2 separate regions of the Danio rerio genome follow, and region 1 is linked to region 2. A link is a contact called in public Micro-C data. All regions are on one chromosome and are shown on one strand. Each heading gives the region's core, a stretch centred on a gene start, on an enhancer-like site or on the middle of the called end of the contact. The rest is flanking DNA. Distances are from core to core; before and after follow the strand shown.

Region 1 (6,457 bases), core at 2,548-5,047, 110 kb after region 2:
CTTTTCAAGTTAAATACAGTTTTTTTGTGTCACATGATCCGACAGAAATATTACTATCAGTACAATATTTAGTGAAAATTATAATTAATTTTACTTTTCAAGCCTGTTTCACACCGCAGGCAGGAGCAGCGTATGTTTTTTTTTTTTTTTGGCGTCCATGTTAACAGATTAGACTAGAGCTTTAATACTGCACACAGAAGCAGCGTATCAGTTAGTGCTATCACGATTTTTTTGGTGCTAGGTCCATTTTTGCCACGCTCAAATAAAGTGATTGATAATGACCAAAAACACATTAAATAAAAGGTAGTATTCATTCCCAATAAATCTACTGATAATATCCACAGATTTTTATATATTCAATTAAATAAACCTAAACGATTAAAAACGGCAACAAATATTTATTGGGACTGAACTACAAAACTAAAAACTATTATAGTATTAGCATTTGATCAAGTATAAATATCACTATATCTATATTGTATAAATATTATTATTACTATAGGCCTACAATCAAAAACTCCTGACAATCAAAAACAAAATAACATGATAACACAGGCTATTGTTTTATGACCAAGTGCACCTTAAAATACATGAATGACACTTCTCAAAGCCACCAAAGCAACCAGTTTTTTTAGATCTACATATAATTTGTAAAATAAAGATTTGTAGTCTAAGGAAACGTCATAGGAGGAAGTTGCTGCAGGCCTTGGTGCAGATGTAAAAAGTAAAATAAAAAAATAAAAAAGTATATTTATATATAGATAGGTATATATTTATACCTTTATATATATATAGATGGAATAGACAGAGATAGATTGATTTGTGCAACAGCTGCCGATGCCCTCCATACACGCTGCGCACGCACTGCTCACACTTGCGGTGTAAAACAGGCATCAGTTGATCAATTAAAATCTTTTGTAGGATCATAAATGTCTCTCCCTGGCATTTTTGATCAATTTAATGTGTCCTTGATGGATAAAAGCTTTATTTATTTTTTTTATCTGTTTTGTACTTTAAAAAGGCAGGGCAAGTTTATTTATTTATATAGCACACTTCATACACAATGGTAATTTCAAGTGCTTTACATAAAAACAAGAATAAAAAGACAAGTATAAGAAATAAAAACAGCGAAGAATAAAAATGATAAAAAATACGGATGGTTTCAACAAAAATACAAAATGATAGAATGATTTTCCACATTAAAAATTAGAAATTAAATTTTCATTTAAAACGTGCAAATTTTACATTGACGTGGCTTATTTTCTTTCCTTTCCATAAAACAAAGCTTTAACTATTGCACAGTATTACTATTAATCATATTTTTATTCAAATGAATGCAACCTTGCTGAACAAAAAAGACATTTAGACTGGTAGTGTTAAAATATTCTGTATCAGAATACTAAATGCAATTAATAATTATTACTAAAAAAACATACTACAGACCTCATATTTTGGAATGGTAGTGCATGCATAATATCTTGAACCTGTTTTTAGTGTTGCTTTTTCCGATAAGCATTCATCTATTGACATCAAAGCTTAACTTGGTTAAAAACTGAACACAATATACACTAACAAGTAAAAAAAAGGTCACTCCAGAGTAGGTGGTCATTTTTCCACAAAGCACTTTGTTCCCGTTCCTAAATGATGCTTTCTTACCAAAGCGACTTACAATAAAGTACACACATCATCTCTTAGGCAATTAGGTAACTGAGAAAACATAGGTAAAGGGGGAAGACCAAATCTACAAGACAACTCCACAATTGACACCTAAACCGAGAACGCGGGACTCTCCCTTACCTGTCAGAAAAAAACTAAACTAACATACGAAACTGTTCCACAGAACACATAAGTGAAGAAATTACCTACTACTGTGTTGTTCAATGCGGAGACGTGAGACGGGCCATTATCTAAGGAATGACTCATCTTTCCTCAGACATTTTTTTTACCTTAGAGACACTCTCGCAAACCTTAACCTTTACATTTCATGTAACAGCAAAATCTTCTCCATCCTGAACCTGCAGTGTGGTTTAGACATGATGGTTCAAGAGAATTAAGCAGAAAAAAAGACTTTTTGGCACCATTACAGGAAACATTGGTCAAAAAAAAAAAAGTGAAAAATCACACACTAGTTAGAAGAAGCTTCAGGTGCCAAACAAGAAGCAAGATTTGACGTACCACAAGATTTTTAAAAGCTGCTGTTGCTTTCAGAATGTCGCTGTAATCTGGATGAGCTTCCTGCAAGCACAAAAAAGGAAAAATTGCGCTTTTAATGAATTACTTTTTTTTATAGTAATTTTTATGGTTGTCAATGCCATTATTAGCTTGCAATTACCTCGACGTGTCGTTCTAGTTCCTGCAGGAGTGTGGGATATTTGTCGAGTCTCATAAAGGGTTTGCTCAGGCTAGTGGTGAGGGTCAGGATACCTGGAGCACTGGCACCTTGGCTCTCCATGAACTTGTCCAGCTCCTCACTGTTCATGAAAAAAAAAATTGGAAATTGATTTGTTGTGATTTTATTTACAATTACATTCTGCCTGTTTCTTTTAGTAATTGCTGAATCTGTTTTAATGACTGACTAATAATTGATTATTTTTTTTTATTTTTTTGCAACAGTTATGGAAATACCAACATCTTGCTTTAAAGTTTGGAGGTTAACTTTTGTCTAAGAATTAGAATTTTAAATGATTTCAGTTTTATCTAATGCATGGGTTCCCAAACTTTTCAGCTTGCGACCCCCAAAATACCAATTCAAGTGACTTGCAAGTCGGAGCACTCGCTCTGTTCCCCAGGGCTCTGCTTTTCTAAATTGAACCAAAACAAACGATTACAATTGGCCTAAGATTAGCAATGAAAATTTGGGACATTGCAATCTGCAGAACCTGGGATTTAAAAAAAAGTTATTTATTAAAATAGATTTATTAAAATAGTTTTTTTTATTTAATAAGAGAAAGAATATATGCCAAAAATAAAAAGGAATAGTAATTTTGCAGGTTCATGCATTGTAAAAAATGAAGACCCAACAGTTGATTTGAAAAATGTAATTGAAATAATAACAAATAAATTAATTAAGCCCTTGTTGAATTTGGCCATATTTTAATGAACATTAGGTTTAAACAACCCAGTGTGCTTTGCTTTTATCCAGTAATAAACTACAACATTTTAGCTATTCGTCAGCAAAAAAATATTTAAACATTTAGATAAAATATAACTCAGCATTACTATGATCACGTATCCTTAATTCTAATAAAAAATGGCAAGACATAAAATAAGGATTTCATTGTCATATTTAAATAAATGTTTCTGTTACACTGAATGACAGTATATCATTTTGCCCAAGTTTTGATCTATTTTAACAAGTTGTGAAAAAGAATGTGTGAAAAGTAAAACTTTACTTGCATTCACTAAACTTCATTAGCTCACGTTTGTAAATTCTATTTGATGATGAAGACAAAATCAGACATCTTTAACTCATGTATACTGACCTCTATATAATGCAAAGTCTTTCAATTAGACTTAAAATATATCACAAATTAAATCACTGACAAAAAACAAACAAACATTTTAACCATTTTCAATCAATGCATACTCATATAAACAAGCAGCAGAAAGTGACATGAGCGAGTGTTGGAGATCCTGAAGTGATAAACTAAAACTATATAGACTAAAGATGAATCATCTGAATGCTTGCCTCGAGTACACCATCAAACAATGGAAAAAAGCTGCAACAATGCTGCACAGTGATCTGCAATTGAGCAAACACAATCAGAAGTGTCTGTTCTGCCTCCATCAGCATAACCACAGCTATAGATATCCTGTCGAGTTTCGTGCTGTTTCCTGTGCTTGAGGCCTGCCTGCCTTTTCACTCTCTCCTTCTGTCGTGGAGCATTAAGAGGTGGAAGGAGAAAACTGACAGAAACCCTGGTGTAATTCATCATACAGGAAGTGTGTAAATTGTGGCTCAGGCATTTCGGAATACTTGAAGTTTACAAGTACAAGCCAAAAAAAGAAAAAAAAAAAAGAAAAAGAATGGAAACAGGGCAGTAGGTTTGTAGGTAAGAGCAAAAGGGAACGTATGTTTGTTTGTTTAGTCACTAGACTCGCTTGCTTGTTTAGGGAGAATGAAAGCTTAGTAGTGACACCTGGTGGTTCATCTTTATACTTCAGAACAACAGGTGACAGGTTTTTGGCATTCTGCAAAGTATATCCTTATATGTTTAACAGAAGAAGGAACTAATAAAAGGTTTCAAACAAGTAAAGAGTGAGTAAATGATGACAGAATTGACATTTTTGTGTGAACTACTACCCTAAAATATTTGATGAGATTTATGTTTAAACGATGAAAATAAACATTTTGAAAACAAGGCAGTTTTGCTCGCAACACAATCTATTTTGATGGTCTAAAATTAACATTTTGGCAGCTTCAAAGAAATCAACAGCAAATAAGGAACTGTAGTTGCTCATTTTTAGGAAGTAAAAAAACTCCATTGCAATTGACAAATGCTTGCCGTGAAGAGTGTGTAATGGAATTCTTATTTTGGGTGAACTGTTGATTTAAAATGTAATTTACCATCAAATTACCATTCTTTCTTGAACAAATTTCAGTGGTTCTTGTCATCCAGTCAAAAAATAACATTTACCATAAGTGATGTGCTCTATGCATGTGTGTTGAAGTATCATGTGAAATGAAAACCTAAATCTGGTCATCATATAATTTTATTTGATACAGGTAGATTTATTTGGATTAGGGATGCAACGATTAAATATTTTGGTTGTACGATTATAGTTTTAGTAGGAATAAATCACATGGTTTCATGGTTATCACGATAATTATGCATTTGTTCATTTCTAAACACTACTAGTTTAGAAAATCACACGAAAACGTCTTATTATTTAAAGTGTTATTTATTGCTGCTCAGTAACCAACCAAATAATACAGCACAAAATAATAAAAAAAACAAACAATAGTCCTCTCTTTGGACTTAAAAATAAATGAAAGAAGTTTGTGGCATTTAAATATAAGTTATAAATTTACACTGAAAATAAATTTGGAACAATAAATAAATAAATAAATATAAGAATAAATAAAAATTGTGTTTTTGTCTAATGTCTAATAAATCTAATCTACATATTAGCAAGTATTAGCTAAGTGTTTCCCTTTTAAAGAGAACAAAATGTAGTGAAAGGCTGCTGAACCTGTCTGAAAGGCACTTTTGATCAACTATTTTACAAAACTGCCTGGTATTTTCATTTTGTATATATTTTTTCTCTCTGGAGTAGAAAATGCGTTTATTCCATACAAAGTATAAAGCTGACTGGTCAGTTCTTGTCACGTGACTCGTGGTATGCTCACTGAATTTTCAACTAGGTATGTCTGGAAAGCACAGAAACGCTTCTGTTCCATGCAGAAACGGGGTGTTGAGAAGGCTGTACGATTACTTTACCTTGAAGAAATAAAGCAAGGTTAATAGTAAAATTGATTAATCATTGCATTCCTAATATGGATTAACCTGACATCACCTACCTTTTAAAACTTAGGTGAAATGGATAAACGTGTCTGTTAAATTAATAAATGTACATATAAAAGGAATCGGACTGTGTTTTGAACAGGGTTTCTGCTGGTTTCACCAAGTGAAATTTAAGACATTAAGACCATTGTGAATTAAATTTCAAAAAATACATATTTTTTAAGTCTAATTCTTTTGAAAGTTATTTTTATCCACATATTTCTAATAATGTGTTAAAACAAGCAAACTCTAGTTAAATACAATTGAAGTTGAAGTTGAATTGAAGTTTTTACACATTTTTAAACAAGATAGTTTTGATAACTCGTTTATAATATCTGATTTATTTTATCTCTGCCATGCGTACAGCAAAAAAATATTTGACTAGATATTTCATTTAGCTTAAAGTGACATTTAAAGGCTTAACTAGGTTAATTGGGGTAAATAGGCAGGTCAGGGAATTAGGCAAGTTATTGTATAATGATGGTTTGTTCTTTAGACCAGTGGTTCTCAAACTTTTTTCACCAAGTACCACCTTAGAAAAAAGTTGTCTCTTCAAGTACCACCTTACGACGCTATTTTTTAACCAGTATTAAAAAAATAGCGTTGTAGGCCTAATTAAGCAGCTACAGGTGTGCACATTGTTAAAAACGATGCAGATTAATTTCTATTATTAAGAATATGTATTATTGTCAGTCACTTTAAACATTTTAAATAGTCTGAACATTAACTGTGCTTGCAGGTAAAAAAAAAAAAAAAAAAACGTTTTAGTTAAAATGTGCTTTTAAAAGTTCATTAAAAAATGGCACTGTTCTTACAAAGTAAAAAGAAAACTGCAGTACTTAAATCCAAAGTTTTCATAGTAGCCTATTCATCAAAAGTTGGAAATGTTGCTTGGACCTCATAAATATAGGCTATATGTCATATTCATACACTTTCAGACAAATCTTGAAATA
Region 2 (6,912 bases), core at 44-2,543:
CCAAATATGTGAAGTTTCTGGACCACTAAACTCCACCCTACATTATGTCTGCATTGCCAGGATGCAGATCTCGATGTGAACCCACTTTGAGGTTTGTAACCACACTGTGACCTGCTTCTGACGATTCAATGAGCTCAATTCAATGAGCTTAACAACTATGAAAAATAATAAAATGGCACACAAAAAGCAGAAGTTCTCCAGGGCTGTTATGTTCCTTACACAACAGGCCTTAAAAACTTTTAACACTCTATGAAATTAACCACAGGCCAAAGTAAAAGCTAAGGTTACCAGTCTATTATTTACACAAGCTATACACAAAATCATTCCTCATTAGCAATGCAGACGAGCATGCAAAGCATGCATGTTTTCCCAGGAGGGAGGAACTAGTAAACAGAGTTTGGTTTGCTGCACATGACAACTGCAAAGATGCTGAATAATGAGATGGTTAAATAATCGGATGGTACAGCATCAGGTTATGAGTCCATCTGCAAGTGTAATGAGAGTCATATGTAGACATCCTGTTTAGCAATTACTGACCAAGATGGCCAACAGCATCCGCAAGTCAAACACTCATCAAACGACAGATACAGCTAAATATTTACTAAATATCCACTGATGCTGTTTACATGTACAGTTCAATAGCAAAAGCTAACTGTAATAACTAAAATCGATATAAGGTAATTATAGTTTACACAATGAATCATTTCGACATTAGTTTCACTATTGTTGCTAACGTTCAAATGGGAAGTGCATTTAGAACTCATTGACACACGTTTAAAGGAACATTTTAGGGTTTTATGGTGTATAATGTGAAATAATACACTATAAGTAGTAAACAAAACGACATGGAGATGAGATGGGATGATGATGTGTCCCTGTCAAGCGAGACATCACTTATATGAAAGCTCCATACAGACCCAACGGACACAACATAGCCTCAAAACCTCGTTAATTGATGCGACATGAGCATTAAACTCCACAAGACCAGACTAGAGAACAATCACAAACTTGTTGCCGGTTGCTGTAGTAAGTTTAGCAGTTAGCTGGCCGTTATCCGTCCATCTGAGCCCGCTAACTCTTTCCCCCTCAACCGCCTCAATGAAAGTAACGGATTTAAACCTTCGGCCGACCAAACAACCTCCAAACAAAGCCACAGCACTAAAGATGTGTCACATGACTGGACTGGGTAACGAGAACTTGCCAAAAGAAGTTGTAAATCATTGAATTCTTACCCATTTGCGCCCGCAACCCTTTGAGAGACGTTGCACCCTCCGCCATTTTTGCCGAAGTTTTTTCCCTGCTGTTTGGCGCTGACACATGAGAGGCGCGCGAGGACGCCACTGCTCTACCGGGTGCGCGCAGCAGCAGACACACGGCGACAGCGACATCTAGCGCCGCACTGCATACACTAAAAACTGCACTCAGAAGCCCTGGGACGCAGCGATGGCGTTTCAAATTGAATCCGCGAGGGGGTGCTAGAGAATGTCTGAAAACATATTTAGCTGTCATAGTTGACATCATGTATTTAATTTAGGAAACAACGTGTTGTCTTCATCATAATATAAAACGTAATATTATTGGACCTGCGAATGCCTTCAAAATGTTTAAATTGTTATTTTCATATATATATATATATATATATATATATATATATATATATATATATATATATATATATATATATATATATATATATATATATATATATATATATATATATATATATATATATATATTGTACAATAGTTTAGGCCTACATGGCTTTGATTGTTCTCTTCAAATATTTTTTGTAATTTTAGTAACATACTGTAGCACACAATTATTTTTATATTTGCTTTGCATATTGTTTTTTTTATTTGTATATTCATATATTTAAGTTTATTTATAACTTATATCACTAAATTTACCGAATGCATTTTAAAGTTCTCAATGCTAAACTCACTACTGACATCAAAGTTTGCATGTGTTTCACTCCATATCTAAATTTAAAAAGGCTTGAGTAAAAATAAATTAAGAATCTTTTTAAGTTTAATGGTATAATATATTTTGTTACTCAAAGAAACAGGTAGATTTTAATTTTAAGGATTTATGCTAAAAATTATACTTTAACTCTAGTATTTTATCATTGTGTCATTTTAATGTCACATTTTATTAAATTATTTATAGTATAAGTAATATTTTATTATGCGATATAATAATAATAATAATAATAATAATAATAATAATAATAATAATAGAGTAATAATAATAATAGTAATAATAATAATAATAATAATGATTATTATTATTATTATTATTACTATTATTATTATTATTATTATTTATTTTATTATTATTATTTATATTATTATTATTATGCTATACTATTATTATTATTATTCAAAATTTCTATTAAATTATAAGGTTCAAATACAGCATTTTAGTGACATATTAAGGTCTAATATTTGCTGGATTAGCTTGTCGGATGGTGATCATAACCACATATTTTGATGCAACAAAAAAAATTCCTACAATTTTGTCAAAGTGCTTCCCATACTGATTTACCATGAAGTGTTTATTTAGAAATGTGAGTTTAAACTGTAATTAATTCATGAGATTAGATTTTTAGATTAATCGTTTTGAATAAAAAGGATGAAAAATAATTATTCATTTATCATCATTAACAAAAACAATTAGGAATATGTTAAAACATATTAAAAACCAACTAAAACATATCGAAAACCGTAGCCTGTAGGGAAATAACAAACTGCACAACTCATTTCCTCAGTCAGAATTTTCAATTTGTCCTAAAGCCTTCTTCTATTAATTAATTTGACAGTTTTTGATGGCATACTGTCAAAAATGGGACAAATGAGCTTTTATAAGGGGCCAAATTCTGGACATTGTCAATGGGCAGGTGGGTCTTTCATATTATATATACAGCTGAAGTCAGAATTATTAGCCCCCCTTTGAATTTTTGTTTTCATTTTTAAATACTTTTCAAATGATGTTTAACAGAGCAAGGAAATTTTAACAGTATGTCTGATGATATTATTTCTTCTAGAGAAAGTCTTATTTTTTTATTTCGACTAAAATAAAAGCAGTCCATGGACATATATAGGTAAATTAAATAAGCTAAACTGAAAGTAGTGTATGTGTGTGAATGCAAGAGTGTATGAGTGTTTCCCAGTGTTGGGTTGTGGCAGGAAGGGCATCTGCTGCGTAAAACATATGCTAGATAAGTTAGTGGTTCATTCCGCTGTGGCGACCCCTGATTAATAAAGGGACTAAGCCGAAACATATATATATATATATATATATATATATATATGAAAACATTTTTTAAACATTCTACAAAAACTTTGTGTTCGAGCTAAGCATACTTTGCCAGTATGTGGAATGAGAAACTGACAGGATCAGCAATGTTGTGGTGGACTCCTCCCTTTAATAAAACACCACATACTCCCTTTGGCACCACTGCTTTCCAGCATGTGTCTGCTTCCTTCATTTTAGCCATAGCTTGAGGTCCCTTCATTCATTTTTTATAGCAGACTGGGCCTTGTATCAGTTACACACACTTAATAATGCATGCATGCTTGTGTTATTTAACACTTAGGCTACCGTAAGCAGGCATGAATGGATGACCTGTGAGGGAATGCTATGACTTCAGATATGGAGAACACAATATATGAATATCCTATAGAGAAACAACAGAGATACAATCTCAAGATCCTGTAACAAAAGCTGCCATCACTTATTCAGTGATCAGTGCAGTGCAAAGTAAAACTGGTTTCATAGACTTGCTTGACTTGAACTGAAATATATGCAAAGTAGGATTTTACAAGTGTGTATACTTCAGGAAATGTAGCAAACTTGAGCTTTGTTGTATTAGATGTAATTGAACCTCTATTTATTTGTGCCATGATTGAATTTCGACAACTGTTGTCACAACTTGTGCAGTATATATTGACTATTAATATTAGTAAATGTTGTTTTAAATTGAAATGAAGGGGAAAAATGAAAGTAAATGTGTTTTAAATATGAGGAAGCCGACATGTCACGCACCTTTAAAAAAATTGTCTTAAGAATTTAAAGCTTTCCTTGCTTGATGAAGCAGAATGATGTAATAATTTACAAGTTACAAAAGAAAATAACATCATTGAATGCCATTTTTATTGAAAACACTCAATGAAAATACTTATAGTGAAAAAAAATGGAGTGGAACTCAGGATTATTACAAGACTATTAACTTTATTGTCAAAAAAATGTATTATATTGCAATTAATGTCAATAAAGTTACATTGTATGGTTTATTAAACGGTCATACATGCAAAAGTGTCATTTCACCAAGTAAATTTGACACATTTTGACAAGAATCAAATACTGATCTACACTTTAAACACAAAAGTGTCTGTTTTTATACTTGCCCACAAACCTTATGTGTCTCATAGGAACACTATCATGTTCCATTCTTGAATTAATCATTTGAGCCAGTGATTCAATGATTCATTTACAAAGAGAGCCATTTGCCTTTTGGTGGGGTCTTATTTATGGACTCATAAAACAAAATGATACCAGCGCAAGAACACACTTATCAAAATCTCCAACTTAAAGTTTTAGACAAAAATCCCTGCAAAATACTGAGCCCATATACGCATGTGCCATGCATGCAAAAATAAGCCCCATATTACTTGCATATTTTGAGTTCTTATTGATGATTTCCAAAGAAAAACGATTCTGAAAAAAATACTGATGAAAAGCTTCTGTGAAATGAAAAGAAAGAGATATGGAAGAAAGAGGTGTGAATCTCACATATATGGGGACTCTTTTGTGTAATTGTGGTAAATTCTTTCAAGTTTCTTTTAAAACGCCTTGAATGGGACATTTTAAGGAAATTGTGAGGTAGAGGCTGAAACCTTCCTTTCCTCATACAGAGAGACAAAACCACAATATGATCAATCCTTTCTTTGAAACTATTTTGCCAACACTCCCTCTTAAGCAAGAACAAATACGTAAAATATTGAAGGTACATTAAAGAAACTGGAGCAGTCAGTGTTTCTGAGCTATTATCTTTCAGCATTATAATGCAGTTTTACAAATACATTATCTGTAACTTTGTGTTTTTCTTCTTTAAATCTTGAGATACAACTTATTAACATTTTTGCTTTGAAATTAATATGAGAAAATCACTTTGATTTTTTTAGATTTATTTTAAATTTGGACATGAAGATTTCCCTTTTAAACAATGTATAAATGAGATGAAAGTTTTCCCCCATTATTTCTAAACATCAGAAACCAAAAAGGGGAACCAAAAGTCCATTTAACTGAGTAAACTTTATTATTTAAATTTTGATTTATAAAACAAAAGAAATATAGACATTAGAGAGAAACCTGCCTTAGATACCATATTACATGCTAAAAGAAACTCATTTTACTTTTCCTTGAAATAGAAAAATGTAAAGTAGATCAACGTCATGTGTTTAAAATGAAGACCAGGATATTCATTAAAAAATATTAATATTTAGCATAAACAAGCTGTTTTAACTCTATAAAAGTTTAAAAATACAACTCTAATCTAAAATAAAAAAAAATAAAAAATAAAAACAACAGTGCTCAGCACATAATGGGCACAGATCTCTCTTTTAAATTAATATTTTCTATAGGAGAATTTACAATAATGTATTAGAGCATATTTTTTAGATTAGCTACTCAAAAATGTTTTTTGCTGCTTCTTCAAACAACATATTTAAAATGAGCTGAATCAACACAATTCTTGAGGTGTTTTGAGATAACTTAACTGTTTCATTTTCAGTTCACTTAAATTTGTAAATTCTATTAAGTTAACTTGATCTACTTGTGTTGAGATAACATAAATGAATTGTTTACAGTGTACCAAAGCCAAAACAAAAAAACTAAAGCTCACAGTCCAAATATTAGTAAATCCTAAATTTACAACCAAAATAATGTTTATGTTAAAATAATTAAATAAAAATTTTATAAACTTGAAAATCAATAGAAACATAAAAATATATCAATTTTAGTATTTGCAATACCTGTTTTGATTTTTAACATATTATCTTGTTATTTCTAAAGATGCAACCAAACTTTTATTTTAATAAATATATCTAATTAATAAAACTGTTTTGTTCACATTAAACTAAATTAGCTATATTCACTGAGAAATTGATAAAAATGTTAATTTTCCAAAGAGGGTCTACTCATTTATGCCAAGCATTGTATGTTCCAGCTTTAATTTAAAAACATGTATACCTTATGTTTATTATAATTATATAGTCATGTATTTAATATATTTATTATATTAATATTAAACATAAAACATTATGCATTAACCAAATCACAAATTGAAATAACTTTGACAGACATTCATATTATTTGGAACTAATAAAACATATAAATATATGCAAAATATTAGTAAATGTAAAAATCTGTCCAAGTTAGAGTTATGTAAGCTCAGAGAGAACTGCGGGTCTCAGACAGACAGCCGCTATAAAATCTAATTAGATGTGTTTGATGAGAGTGATCTGGAAGAACCCATCCTGATCTGAACACCTGAGAAAGAACATCACCAGACCTGTTTGCTTAAGATCTGAAACAACTTCCTGTTAAAATGCACCGAAAACACACACACAAATGGTCTTGTAATGAAATTATGAACACTTCCTCATACATGCACATGTGTAGGTTTACATGGCTTCACGTGCTATTGTTTTTGCTGTAGAATCAGCAGAAACAAATGCATTAAAAACCATATACCAATGTCAGACGTTTAGCAAGTCATCCATTTACTGTAGTATTTCATCACAACTTGCAGCATTAATTTTTAACCATGTACATTGCATGAGGCGTGTCTTCTCACACATTCATATCTGATAATCATCTCAAAACAATCAAAGATCACAATCAATTACAGCT

Evidence for each region. Hi-C and Micro-C count contacts between places; a contact is called where the count stands out from the background.
Region 1: a Micro-C map of caudal fin shows a contact between it and region 2, with 7 times the contacts expected there. The contact joins the enhancer-like site here to the promoter of map7d3 in region 2. A contact is called at or near these places in 2 of 18 Hi-C or Micro-C datasets (caudal fin and hematopoietic stem cells).

What each region holds. Positions count from the first base shown.
Region 1 is chr14:36,345,489-36,351,945 of GRCz12tu, forward strand. arhgef6 (Rac/Cdc42 guanine nucleotide exchange factor (GEF) 6) reads right to left here. Exons shown (of 22, transcript XR_012389811.1): 10 at 2,333-2,471; 11 at 2,176-2,235. Among named protein-coding and RNA genes, the nearest start is that of arhgef6, 35 kb to the right of the region's middle. Within about 2 kb of position 3,798, at least 14 of the 62 cell types and tissues checked have an H3K27ac peak or open chromatin away from gene starts, as enhancers often do. A contact at or near this core is called in caudal fin, where this site is marked.
Region 2 is chr14:36,237,798-36,244,709 of GRCz12tu, forward strand. It overlaps map7d3 (MAP7 domain containing 3), which reads right to left and starts at 1,294. Exons shown (of 18, transcript XM_001922471.8): 1 at 1,233-1,294. The coding sequence starts at 1,278.